2 separate regions of the Zea mays genome follow, and region 1 is linked to region 2. A link is a contact called in public Hi-C data. All regions are on one chromosome and are shown on one strand. Each heading gives the region's core, a stretch centred on a gene start, on an enhancer-like site or on the middle of the called end of the contact. The rest is flanking DNA. Distances are from core to core; before and after follow the strand shown. Region 1 has its middle 18 kb from the start of LOC103626754. Region 2 holds the start of LOC542663 (cinnamyl alcohol dehydrogenase).

Evidence for each region. A called contact is a pair of places that touch in the nucleus more often than the background predicts.
Region 1: a Hi-C map of leaf shows a contact between it and region 2, with 3 times the contacts expected there. The contact joins the enhancer-like site here to the promoter of LOC542663 in region 2. A contact is called at or near these places in 7 of 25 Hi-C or Micro-C datasets (bundle sheath, ear, endosperm and 2 more).

The regions. Positions count from the first base shown.
Region 1 is chr5:101,274,574-101,277,574 of Zm-B73-REFERENCE-NAM-5.0, reverse strand. No RefSeq gene overlaps it. Among protein-coding and RNA genes, the nearest start is that of LOC103626754, 18 kb to the right of the region's middle. Within about 2 kb of position 1,709, at least 5 of the 20 cell types and tissues checked have an H3K27ac peak or open chromatin away from gene starts, as enhancers often do. A contact at or near this core is called in leaf, where this site is marked.
Region 2 is chr5:101,210,409-101,213,189 of Zm-B73-REFERENCE-NAM-5.0, reverse strand. It overlaps LOC542663 (cinnamyl alcohol dehydrogenase), which reads left to right and starts at 1,502. Exons shown (of 4, transcript NM_001112184.2): 1 at 1,502-1,737. The coding sequence starts at 1,649.

The DNA of each region.
Region 1 (3,001 bases), core at 460-2,959, 64 kb before region 2:
CACAGGTTAGGTTATTACTTGAATCTACTAACCTGATTCTGGATTTGCCTAATCTAGATCATACACTTGGCCTACACTAGATCGTTTTTAATTGAATCTTTGTTATACTTGTTAACTACGATGCAGAGCAGTGATCCAGTCTTCATAACAGAGAAGTAACGGCGATCCGAATCGATTAGAATTTGCAAAAGTTGAGTGGCATGTATACAATTAACCCAATCGATTAATACCCAGCAGGGGATCTCCAACCACATGACATATGTAGCACTTAACCCTTGCATATGTCAACCCTTCCCTTGGATCCTCCACTACATGAACTGGTCCGCGCTACCTGGGAGCACATTACCCTACCATCCAGCCTCTTGCTAGGAGGATAACTGCTAGTCCCACCATCTCCCACGCCCGGTGCGCTGTTGTCTTTTCACGTATGGAATAGCCGGGTTCGGGCTTACCCATGACGAGGTATGTGGCCAGCTAAAAGGTCCTAGATCAATAGGCCTTCAATCGGTACAGTCCTTAATCGACACAGACGGTGACACTACAACCAGACACCGTTCTGGTGCAAGTCAACCGCCTGGCCTCAAGTTTACTTATGCTATTTCTCAAAACATTTGGCACCTGACAAAGGGGCCATGCCTGGATAATGAATTTCTCACTGCAGATGATTCCTTCATTATCCCAAGCCAATTTTCTTTTGGCAATTATGAGTCATAGATCAAAAACATTTTTTAATCTATCGCATGATTAAGCATCTCTAGCTTTTATAAATCAGGTGACAAGGTATGGTAATCAATTCTTTCAAGGAATGGTAATGCATCAAGTGTTTAATCAATCAACTCCTATCACCTAATGCATCATATAAGTGATAAAATTTTGTAAATACAAGGAGGGTGGCAAATGCACCGGGGCTTGCCTTTTTGCAGGAGAAGATCCAAAACCCTTCTATCACGACAATTAGTTAGATGGAATTCCACCACTAGATCAACAGTACTTGGAGCAGGCTTCTTCTTCAATGCCACTTCTTCTAGGTATTCTACAAGTCAATTACAAATACATGGATGCTTATGTAATGACATGAAATGCAAACTCTCATAAAGGAGAGGTGGGGAACATAAACATCCCTAATTAAGCACATGATAAGCTTACCTATACTTATACTTAACATTTGATCTAACGGTCTAAACTGAATTTAGTTGGACCAACCAGAGGACTAAACATACTAAGAATCACTAAATTTGCTGCCCATCAATTTATAGGTACTAACTCCTTTTATACATATATTAACACTAGATTTCTGGATTTTATATTTCTCTTTTAACTATTTTAATGTCCTATGGGAAAACCAACTCCAAATACATTCCAATTTTTTTACCCAGCTCCATCTTAGACATATTAAACTTACCCACAAATTTTCAATATTTTTGAAGCTATATTTCTATTTCTAAAATTCATTTAAGCCACTTAAAGGTACTTCTAAATAAATCAAAAAACTAACAGTTGCTGCAAAAACCCTATAGCTAATTTTTACAGGAACTACAGGTTTTCATGGACTCTGAAAAATTTGTTTCACTATGTTATCATTTTTCTACATTTTCTAGTGTAAGATATTTGATGTCGGGTAAAAGAAAAAGAAAAATGACTTAACAGTGATGGGCTGAAACTTATGGGCTTGGCCCCTGCACACAGGGAAAACAGCCGCGCACAGGTCGCCAACGACCGTATATGGAATTTTTTTTACTAACATCTCCTCGTAAGATCAGTTAACAGCGCAAAAGTCTGGTGCCCTAGTTTCTTGTTTCACTGACATCTAATGCCGAGACCCTCCTCTATTCCTTCATTTGTGAGTCCCGGTCCTCTACTCACCTCCGGTGGTACCCTAGGTCGAGCACCTGGCCATGGCACCAGCGTTCGCCACAGGTAACCTACTCTATTGGAAATAAACATTCCCGCACCAACTTTGGCCTTAGTTGACTAATCCCCTCAACCGGGTTGATCTATGCTGACCCTGAACCCCATCTATATCCGACGACAGGAGGAGCGCAACCTTGGTTAAGCTACGCCCAAGGCCATTTGGCAGTAGCGTTTAATCCGATGCCGCGGCTAGCATCAACAATACATCTAACATGTGATTCTTACACTGACTGACTTGGGGAACACTAGCCTCGTTGGTCGACGCGGACATGCTAGACAACAGCATTCACCAAAGATTCTATATCTTTCTAAGCACTGCACCACGAGAAACTTTAAACGGCTCGGCCAGAGAGATTTACGAGTACTTAATGGCTATAGAACACAAATAGGGCAAAAGAAATTTACCCTTGAAGCAGCTAACCACGGTGAAAGGGTGAAAAGGCTCGGCGTGGTCATCACGTCCAAGGCAACCAACGATATAGGACTGGGACACCCCTGTGATGTTTAGTAGAGAGTTGGAATGGTCATAGAACACCAGTTATTCAGTTTCAAATGACCAGAATCGAAGTAATGGGAGAGAGGCAGGAATGGTTTTAGACCCAATACTCCAAGCAAGACATAGTGTGCACGATGGGTTCACTAGGAGCCGGTTAAGGAGGGCTCTGGAATTCCAACAAAGACAGAGTTATGGCACGTGGTTGCACTACTATCTTCCACCCAGGATTCATGAACAGAGGGACACGGTGTGGTGGTTTAGTATGGCTTTGACAGCAATTTCAAGCAGCTGCGTCACCACCTTCAAGATAAGTTTCAGTCTGGCACTTGGGCAGTAAAAATACCCCACATAACCCCAAGCACAAGGACTAGTTGAAGCAGATCTTTACTCGCTGAGCAGAGAGGGTAAAAGAATGGGGCTCCATTTACTGACAGCACAACAAATCAACAGCTGAGTCACCAGTTTCTAGATGAGTTCCAGTTCTGCACCGTTTTCCCCCTCGTGTGGACAGCAAAAATATCCCACATGATCACCCCAAAACTCCCCACAAAAACTAGAAAATGGAAATATTTCTGTTGTAGATTTCTTTTTACT
Region 2 (2,781 bases), core at 253-2,752:
TAAAGAAAATCGAATATGCTAGCAAAGACATATGGGCCCGTTGAGGAGAGCTACGTTACATTTGATTTCTAGGAGAAAGCAGAGTGAAGAGCTGGTGAAAATCGATTCTCTATTATCTTCACTAGAATATAAATGAAGCACATTTTTAGCTCCAGCTCTTAGCGCAAATAGAGAAACTCTCCTAATTGTAGCATGAATGAGATGACATTATAAAAGCCTTTGATGAGATTTTCTTCCGAGAAGCTGAAGCTCCTCAGATAGCCCAATGATATGTATGTAAGTGTATTTTTTTTAAAAAAAGCGGGCAAATGAAACTAAATCATCCTATCCCCTTTAATATACTGAGATGCCAATTAGTTGGTTGCCAGCCGGAGTATGGTGGATGGGATCCTCCTATTGGTTAAATTATGAATGAATTGTTTGGTTGCCCGGTCCAATCTTTCTTATGTCTGTTTCGTTTAGATCGTGTACACCACTTCTTATTGTTTAAATGGCCAATTTAATCGGGGCCTAAACGACATATGTGCCTCAATTTACCATACCAATGATGCCGCTTACGTGAATAGTTGAATACCGATACTACTACTACCGCACGCGTCATGGTTTAACCTTTTAACAGTTGGATTGAAACATCAGCGACCACTCGGCACTTGGGTGACAATTTGTCACACACCTCGTAGTCGAGTGGAAATGCACTTACCCAATTTCTCAACCCATAAGACTATTTCCAGCATCTCGATTAATCCCCATATTTAAAATCAACTTTCATAGTTTATATTGTGAAGTGTTTTATGTGACGACATTAGTGGATTTATGGACACGGTCTAAGGACCCGTGACTTGTATTTTTCTTCATTGACCTAGCTAGCTAGCTAGCTAGCATCGTGAAGCCACGCCCATGCGTTTGGTATCGTCCGAGTTGTGTACAATTTCCAGCCAGTGGAATCACAGTTATTGGATCATTTTGGTACGTATAACGTATTCTTTTTGTATTTCCTGTCTAAAGACATTAATTTCAGAGAAGCCGGGTCTATTTTAGAAGGGCTTGGCTTCTTCCCGTTTGGTAGACCTCCTCGAAAGACGAAAGTCTTACTTCCTCTGGTTTCCTATTAGTTATCGTTTTGAATAAAGTTCGAGTCAAACTTATAAAATTTTGACTACAAATAACTATTTTGTTATTTAGTTTTGGAACCTAATATTTATATGCACCAATTTGTTATAAAACGTACTTTTATAAAAGTATAAATGTATTAAGAGTTCATTTGTATTTTAACAAAAAATATTGGTCAAAGTTATATTTTGGAGACCGTGTCGTTGTCCTAAACGACAACTAATAGGAAACCGGAGGGAGTACTGATTTTCTCCTGCAGCGGGCACAGAAGATCATGCTGGAAAGGTAGTAGGTACAGGTAGCCTGGAGCGGAGGAGTTGCCACTTTGCACAGTGCCGATCGAGCTCGCAGCCACTATATAGCACGCACCCTGCTCAAGCATCTTTTCCTTACCCAGAAAGATCGCACTACCCGGCGCTCGCGCGGCTTTCTTTCCCAACTCCGACGAAGGCTAGCTACACCACCTGGTGCGGGCTCGTCTCCATCGCCCGCCACCCGCTCCGTCGTCGTCGTCCCCGCCGCGCCGATCCCGAATCGAATGGGGAGCCTGGCGTCCGAGAGGAAGGTGGTCGGGTGGGCCGCCAGGGACGCCACCGGACACCTCTCCCCCTACTCCTACACCCTCAGGTACTACGCCGCGCCGGCGCCCTCGTGTTTGTCCTCTCCTCCAGTCCCTCCCGTCTGTATATGTCCGACTGTCTCCGCCCTTTTGCAAACACGCAAATGGATGGATCCAGGAGGACGAGAGACGGTTAGTTTCTGCACGCGCCTCCTCCAGTAGTTCTCCGAGTTCTCGGGAAGAACAGAAAATTTGATTGATGTTTTTTTTGATGAAAAATAAAAAGGGACTTGGGGCATATTTTCGATCAACTTGCAACGGAAGATGACTAGGAGTACGTACGTAGCGTAGCGGCGGCGGGTTTTAATTTGGGGGAGCACTCTGTTAGTCTGTTGCATATATGGGAGTACCTGATTCGTTGCAGTTATTATTATCTATACGCGTACGATATGTTTTAGGGGGTGTTTGGTTGCTCCTGCTAAAGTTTAGTCCGGGTCACATCAAGCGTTTTACTTTTAAATAGGAGTATGAAATATAGACCCAACCAACTAGACTAGATTCGTCTCGTCTTTTAATCTTCGGCTGACAAATTAGTTTTATAATCCGACTACATTTAATACCCGGAACAGAGGTTCAAACATTCGATGGGACAGAGACTAAATTTTAGCAGGGTGTAACCAAACACCCCCTTAGTCCACAACAAGAGCATTATGCGCTGTGTTGCATCATGCATATATGATACGTCTTCAACTTCTTGCGGTCCAACTCTAGATAGTGCACATGCATATGCCAAATACGGATACTGGACAAGATAGCACACAAGCAGAGCAGGTTGGGCGAGCGTACACTGCACGTATGCTTCTCTTCTACATGGCATTTTGTTTCGAACATTAATATATGGGTACTGCTCCTGCACAGCACTGCACGTGCTTGACGTCTCGTACAGACCCAGCAGCGTGTGAACTTGTAGGTAAGATACGTAACTACTGATATCTGCAGCTACCTACCGCCTGTCGCGATCACCATCCATTTGTACTCGCAGTAATAATACCGATTACCCTTTTATTATTATTTCTCATGCCATCGACGACTACTAGCACTATCCAACGTAC